Linked DNA regions of Arachis hypogaea: region 2 is linked to region 1. Evidence: chromatin contacts called from public Hi-C data. All regions are on one chromosome and are shown on one strand. The core of a region is the stretch at or near the end of the contact, and the rest is flanking DNA. Distances in the headings are between cores, read along the strand shown. Region 1 holds the start of LOC112728058. Region 2 holds the start of LOC112728063 (protein trichome birefringence-like 35).

Evidence for each region. Hi-C and Micro-C count contacts between places; a contact is called where the count stands out from the background.
Region 2: a Hi-C map of an unstated tissue shows a contact between it and region 1, with 3 times the contacts expected there. The contact joins the promoter of LOC112728063 here to the promoter of LOC112728058 in region 1. A contact is called at or near these places in 3 of 8 Hi-C or Micro-C datasets (leaf and an unstated tissue).

Annotation. Positions count from the first base shown.
Region 1 is chr12:106,017,223-106,020,482 of arahy.Tifrunner.gnm2.J5K5, reverse strand. It overlaps LOC112728058, which reads left to right and starts at 1,290. Exons shown (of 3, transcript XM_025778038.3): 1 at 1,290-1,703; 2 at 2,329-2,383; 3 at 2,707-3,226. The coding sequence starts at 1,617. The coding sequence ends at 3,077.
Region 2 is chr12:106,166,210-106,169,498 of arahy.Tifrunner.gnm2.J5K5, reverse strand. It overlaps LOC112728063 (protein trichome birefringence-like 35), which reads right to left and starts at 1,422. Exons shown (of 7, transcript XM_025778044.3): 1 at 1,280-1,422; 2 at 749-956; 3 at 317-617. The coding sequence starts at 1,294.

The sequences.
Region 1 (3,260 bases), core at 41-2,540:
AAAATAGCAACCGATTTAGCGACCAACTACTTTAAAAGCAGCATTTTAAAGTTGGTCGCTAAAACAGTTACTATTTTAACACTTAGCACCCGATTTAGTGACCAACTTCTTAGCGACCGATTTAGCGACCAACAATTATTAAGCTTGTTTTTATATTGGTCACAAAATCAGTCGCTAAATTAAAAATAGCAACCGATTTAGTCACCAACGGACCCCAAAAGCCTTTTTTTGTTTTAGTTGCTAATTCAATCGCTAAATTAAAAAATAGCGACTGATTTTAGTGACCAAGAGTGGGTAGTCACTAAATCGGTCACTAATTGAAATTTAGCGACCAATTTAGCAACCAACTTTTTTTTCTAAAAAATTTTTATTGGTCGCAAAATCGGTCATTATTCTAAAACTTTTTTGTAGTGATATAAGATTCAACTTAGTTGTAATTCACATACACAATTTTATAATCTCAAATTCTTTTTTCAGTCTTTCTCTCTCTAATTCTCTAATTCTTGTTCAAACTAGTATTCGTTCATTATTAATAGAAAATTTTTAAAAAAATAAAATTCTTACAAATATTTGTTGACAAAGTCAACCTCACAAATATAATTTTAATGGGTAATATACTATTCATACAATTCAGAAATGTTAAACAATCAATAATTATACCTACACATTTTTATGATAAATATCATTCTAATACAAAGAAAAAAAATATAGTAGTAGCATGAAAAAATTGAAAAAAATAATATTAGTTCATGTAGTATTTTCTCTTGTTGATTATCTCTCCTTTTTAACCAAACATTTATTTTTCATACACCAACTCAGCTTGACTTTACAAAACTCTTAATTAAAATAAAAAGAATACAAATAATAGTAACTTAATTTTAAGTCTCCACAAAACTCCTCAATTTGGATAAAATAAATTGATTATCCAAGATTTTTTTTTTTAAGATTATTCAAGTTAACATATATTTGATTAAATTATGAACTAATAAAATTACGTAAACACTAAAAATTAATTACTAAATTAGTTATTCGTATATAATATATATTATAATATGAAAATACACTAAAAACAAGTTAAACAATAAATAATAATTTATCAAACAAAACCGGACTTTGAAATAAATAGAAAATAAAGAATAGTAAGACAAATAAGTTATAGAAAATTTTGTAAAAAATTTATAGATTCTAAAAAATAAAAGTACTAAGTAAATTTTCGAAAAACTTCTATGGTAAATTTATAAATTAAAAAAAAAAGGCTATAATAACGCAATTCACTCTTACCTATAATTAATAATTCCATCCTTAAATTCTTAAGGACTTTATGTACGTATAAATAAATTACAAAAACTTCTTAAAGACTATTTTTGTATTTTTTATTCTTTAAAACCTATAAGTCTATAGTAAAATTTTCCATGAACATGTCGTATTTCTCAAAAAATAAAATATTAATTATACATAATTAATGATATTATTATTTGGAGCGAAAAGTCGAAAGGAAGAACGAGGAAAAAGTCGTTTCTTTCTTTCTCTGAAGGAAGGTAGAAAGAAAGGAGCAACAATAATAAAAACAGAACCTTTTTTGTTTGCGTTTGAAGAATAAGAAGAAGAAGAAGAAGATGGATGCGATAGCAGGCAAAGTTGGATCCTATTGGTTCAATCAAAAGGCCAAGGGGGAACTTAGTTCCGTTGGTAATGACATCAACGTGTGTAATTTTCTCTTTTTCTTACCAAAATTTTGCACTTTTTATTTCAATCATGATTATTTATTGTGATTATTGTTGTTGTTATTATTTTTTATGATGGAGGATCCTTCTAGGTTCTCAGAATTGGTGAAATTGTTTATTAATCTGTGAGAATTGAATTTTGTACTCCTTTTGAAATTAGTCTATTCTATCATTTTGGATCAACAACGGATTTTTATTTGATGACCCTTTATTGGATTTGGATGTCTGAAATTTTCCATTAAATTAAATCCATAGGTGTAATCATGCAGAATATTTGAGCTATAAAATCAATTTTTCAAACAATGTATTTTCTTCTGTTGTAAGTAATCAAAGTTATCTTTTACTTGTAAAAACTAAATTATGTATGATTGATTTAAATATACAAGTTATGGTTTTGAGAAATTCTGTGACTTAATTAGGTTCACGAATTAAGATTATTTTCCTCACCCGCTGTTAAAGAATGCAGCTACATCATAATTGAACATTGAGTTTTCCTTTTTAATAATCCTATTACTGTTTCCATTAGAATACAACAAATGTTTAGGATAATTTTTTTGGCTTGAAGAATGCTTAAATTGACACCTCTTTTTTCATTGATGATTAGTCACTGCAAAGCAGTATTGAAGGAGGAGCAAAATGGTTGGTTAACAAAGTAAAAGGTTTGTAACTCTTTACTTGTTTGACATTAATCATATACACTTGATAACCACCAATAGTCCAATATTTTGATTTTGATGTCTAATTCTGCACTTGTTTACAATCTGATTTTCACAAAAAGTATGTCAATTTTTTCGAGATCCTATTAGATATAAAGGTGATTCTAGTTTTCGACATCAGATGGTTCTATTTGACATAGCACTATTGGTATTCTTCAGAACATTGTTGCATAGATTTAGAATATATATGTCTACTATTCCCATTGATGCTGCAGAAATTCAATTTAAGATTCCTGATTTCTATTTTGATAACATTGCTTCCACAGGATCGGTTCAAAAGCCATTGCCGGAATTGCTAAAGGAGTATGATCTACCAAGTGGACTCTTCCCTAAAGATGCAACAAACTATGAGTTCAATCCAGAGACAGGAAAACTAGTTGTTAACATTCCTCAAGTATGTGAGGTCGGTTACAGGGATCAAACAGTCATGCGATTCTCCACCACGGTGATTGGTCAACTTGGAAAAGGAAAACTAGCTGAGATAGAGGGAATGAAGACAAAAGTAATTATCTGGGTTAAGCTTACCATGGTTTGGACCGACGAATCGAAACTCTACGTGAGTGCTGGCCTAAAGAGAACAAGGAGTAGAGAGGCATATGAGGTTATAAGAAATGGTATTTGTGTAGATAGGTTCTGAGTTACACTAGTTTACTAAAAGGGTTGAGATTATGTAAAAGAAAAAAAAAAAGCATGGTATGTTTGTTCTTGAGGATCATCTTGATTTTCTTTTACATAGATTTTTATTGTAAGTAGGTTCCAAATATAATATATATACATTTCAGATACTGCCCTTGGATGTGAGTGTTGCTGTTTGGTGAAA
Region 2 (3,289 bases), core at 173-2,672, 150 kb before region 1:
AAAAGACTCGAATTCAAGTTGCAAACACAAGAAATCTACACTTTAACACATGCAATCCCAACAACCGCAACTGGACTCGGTCGCACAAAATCTAACTATGCTTAACAACAACAACAACAAAGTCTTATACCATTAGATGGATGTGGTTGGTCACAGAGATTAGATGACCCCATGATGTTTCATTATAAAAGCCTAACTATGCTCACAGAGAGTAAGTGATAAAACACATTTTGGCAATTTAGTATCATGCCAGATAGCCTTTCTTTTAAATAACTCACAAGAAATAAAAATAAGAAGAGCTCAGAAGGAAAGGCACCTCTTCAAATTGCAGTTATGAGGTTGCCATCTCCAATGCTGATAACCCAAATCATTCCTTCCATGCTTATGACATGCCAATTGGTCAGACATATAAGGGCAATCTGCCTCATTGTACAATGGATATGAACCATTATCAAACACCCATTTTCCTGAGAATACATCACATTTTTTCGTCCCCAAACTCCGGTGGCCGCTGAAACCCCGAGAACCGCCGCCGCCGCCGCCACTACCAAGGCAAGCAATTTTCCTGCCACTATACTCTACTGTGGAGTTGCATCTACTGAATCTATCCAAAACCTCTATCATCCAACAAAAACCACATAAACCCATCTCAACAAGTCAGAGACAAAGCACAAATCAAAGTCACAAAGCTCAAAACTTTAACTAAACCCAGAAAAGTTCTCTACTTTGAACATAAGAAAAACCACACCTGAAGCTCGATTGAGAAGGTTGGGTTTGACATAAGTAACTGAAACATGTTCTTCTTGATGAATACGAGCATGATCTGGGTTCTCATGGATTTGGTGAATGCTGTGCTCACTGTGAAGTGTTGAGAAAGCTATGAACGCCACCAAGAACAGCACAAGCAGTGGAAAATAAGGGGTTTTCTTTCTGCCGCTATTGCTCCACTTCCATCTCTGCATGGTGGTAAAGTCTGAAACTTTGATCCAAAGGGTATTCAAAAAAGAAAGAAAAAAGCATATATCAACTGAAAACAAAAAAATCAACTTCAGATTTATGATGGGGTATAATATATATGATTGAACAATGATTCAGTGATGGTGCATCTGGTGGTGGTGATGGATTGGGACCTTTTAGATTTATTAGAATTGGGACACAAAAGGCGTTTGAATTGTGCTGTCATAACTAGCTGTTCTATGCTCTTACTTTATTTTAATGGCAAATACTTAAAAAATTGAAGGATGTTAATAACAACCAAGATCCTTTCACCATTTTTTACCTGAGCTATCACCATTTGTTGTGACAGTGGTTGTTGTTGGAAGTTGGGAACCTGCCATGATACTTTTTCTTAAGCGCTTAAGGGTGTTGACTTGTAATAGGATTTAAGTTGACTTCGGATTGATAGAGATGGAAGGAGAAAATTACGAGTTAAACTCCACTTTGGTTTTTGAGATTGACGAGTTGCACCTATTTAGTCCTTCAGATCTCAATTGCACCAAATTAGTCCCCCAAATTCAAAAAAATGCACCACGTTAGTCCTTTTCCTATTTTCCGTCACCGGAAGTCTGACGCCGTTAGTGACTTGGCAAATATTGCCACGCTGGACACAGTAACGGTTATATGACGTGGCCTAAAGTTTGAATTGCTCCAATTTAGTCCTTACCCCCCTTTTAAAACCTAAGTTCATCATGTGACCCCATCATCTTCTTCTTCTACCCGTTTCTCTTTGGTTCTTTGTCTCCTGCTCCCTTCCGAGTTTACCAGCATGATTGCAAGTGGGAGCCAGAGTTCCATGCGGTCCAACAGTAGGAGTTCCAGTCAAAGTAGAGCATCGGTTGTTCCGCAGTGGTGTGGGTGTGGGTGCCGCCCTGTTTTTCGGTAGTCCACAACAGAGGCTAACCCTAACAAGCCATTCTTTGGGTGCCCTAACTACAATGTTAATGGTAAGAGGTGGTGTGGTTTGTTTGTCTGGGCTGACATTGGAGAAGAAGACCTGAGAGGAAGGGTAATGTCTACTGTGGATGGTGACCAAGTTAGGGTGGATTTGGCTTGGAGAATTGGGAAGATAGAAGCTGAAGTTAGAACCCAAAAGATGTACATTTTAGGTTTGGCTTTGTTTGTAGTTTTTGTTGTTGGTTTTATGTTGGTAGTAAAAGCTTGAAGATGAGTTTGTGTTACTGTATTCAGGGTAGAAGTGTATTAGAAGAAAGAAAATTTTTTCTTCTCAAATGTCATAGTTGTTTTCTATCATTCAATGAAATTGCTGAAAGAAATTGCAAAAAAATGCATCTGAAGTAACATAATTGAAGTTGGAAGAAATTGTAACAATAAAAATATCCATATCAATAAGTTTTAACAAAAGTAACAATAATCCTGCCATACTAATGACAACTCTTAAGACAAAATACACCTTAGCCAAAGGACACAGAGTGCCATCATTGTCATATTCTATTCAAATATACTAAAAGTCTACTGCCATAAATTCAGGCCACAAAACAAAAAAGCATCATTTACAAAAAGCTGCCAAGTTTCATCTAAAGTAGGCAAAAACAGAATCAGGTACATCTTCATTTCTTCTTCCTTAGTGGCTTGAAGCCAGGTGTTGGGACAAATTTCAGGAAGTTGGCCAGTCTGGAAGATGTCGTTGAGCTTGCTCCTTGTAGTGGATCCACAGTAATCGATCCTGATGGTGGTGTGGAGGACCTCCTTCTTGTCTGCAACTTGGATGGTCTCGCAGGTGGATCCTGTTTTAGTAGGACATAAATTCAGTTGAACGTGGACAACAATTTTGAGTATGAGTTTTGAAACTAAATGCAACTACCTCTTAACTATGTTGGGACTGTTGTGCATCGGAGTAGTTTGGCTGGGAGAGGTCGATCTCAACTGGTGCAGGTGGTTGAGCAGGGGCTTCCGGAGCAGCTTGAGATGGTGCTTCTGGAGGAGCCTGAGCAGGTGCATCTGGAGGAGCTTGAGTAGGTGCTTGTTCAGTGGGCTTTGTCTTAGCAGCAGCTGCAGCTGCAACTACATCAGCAATAGCTTGAGCAACATCAGCTGCTTTTTTTTTTGGACAACCCCTCTTTGTGTGCCCCTTTTGTAGACAGTATTTGCAGGTAAACGGTTTTAGTTGTCTCTTTAGAGTCCCAGTTATCTTAGACTTCTTGCTTCCCTCATTACCCTCATCTGCATCCTTTCTCCTTTTCTTTGTTACTGGTCCTGGCTTCTTCTTTTTCTTTGGAGCTTGTGGTCTATTCTGGTCAGATTTTTTCAAAGAGATTGTCCAGGCAATGAA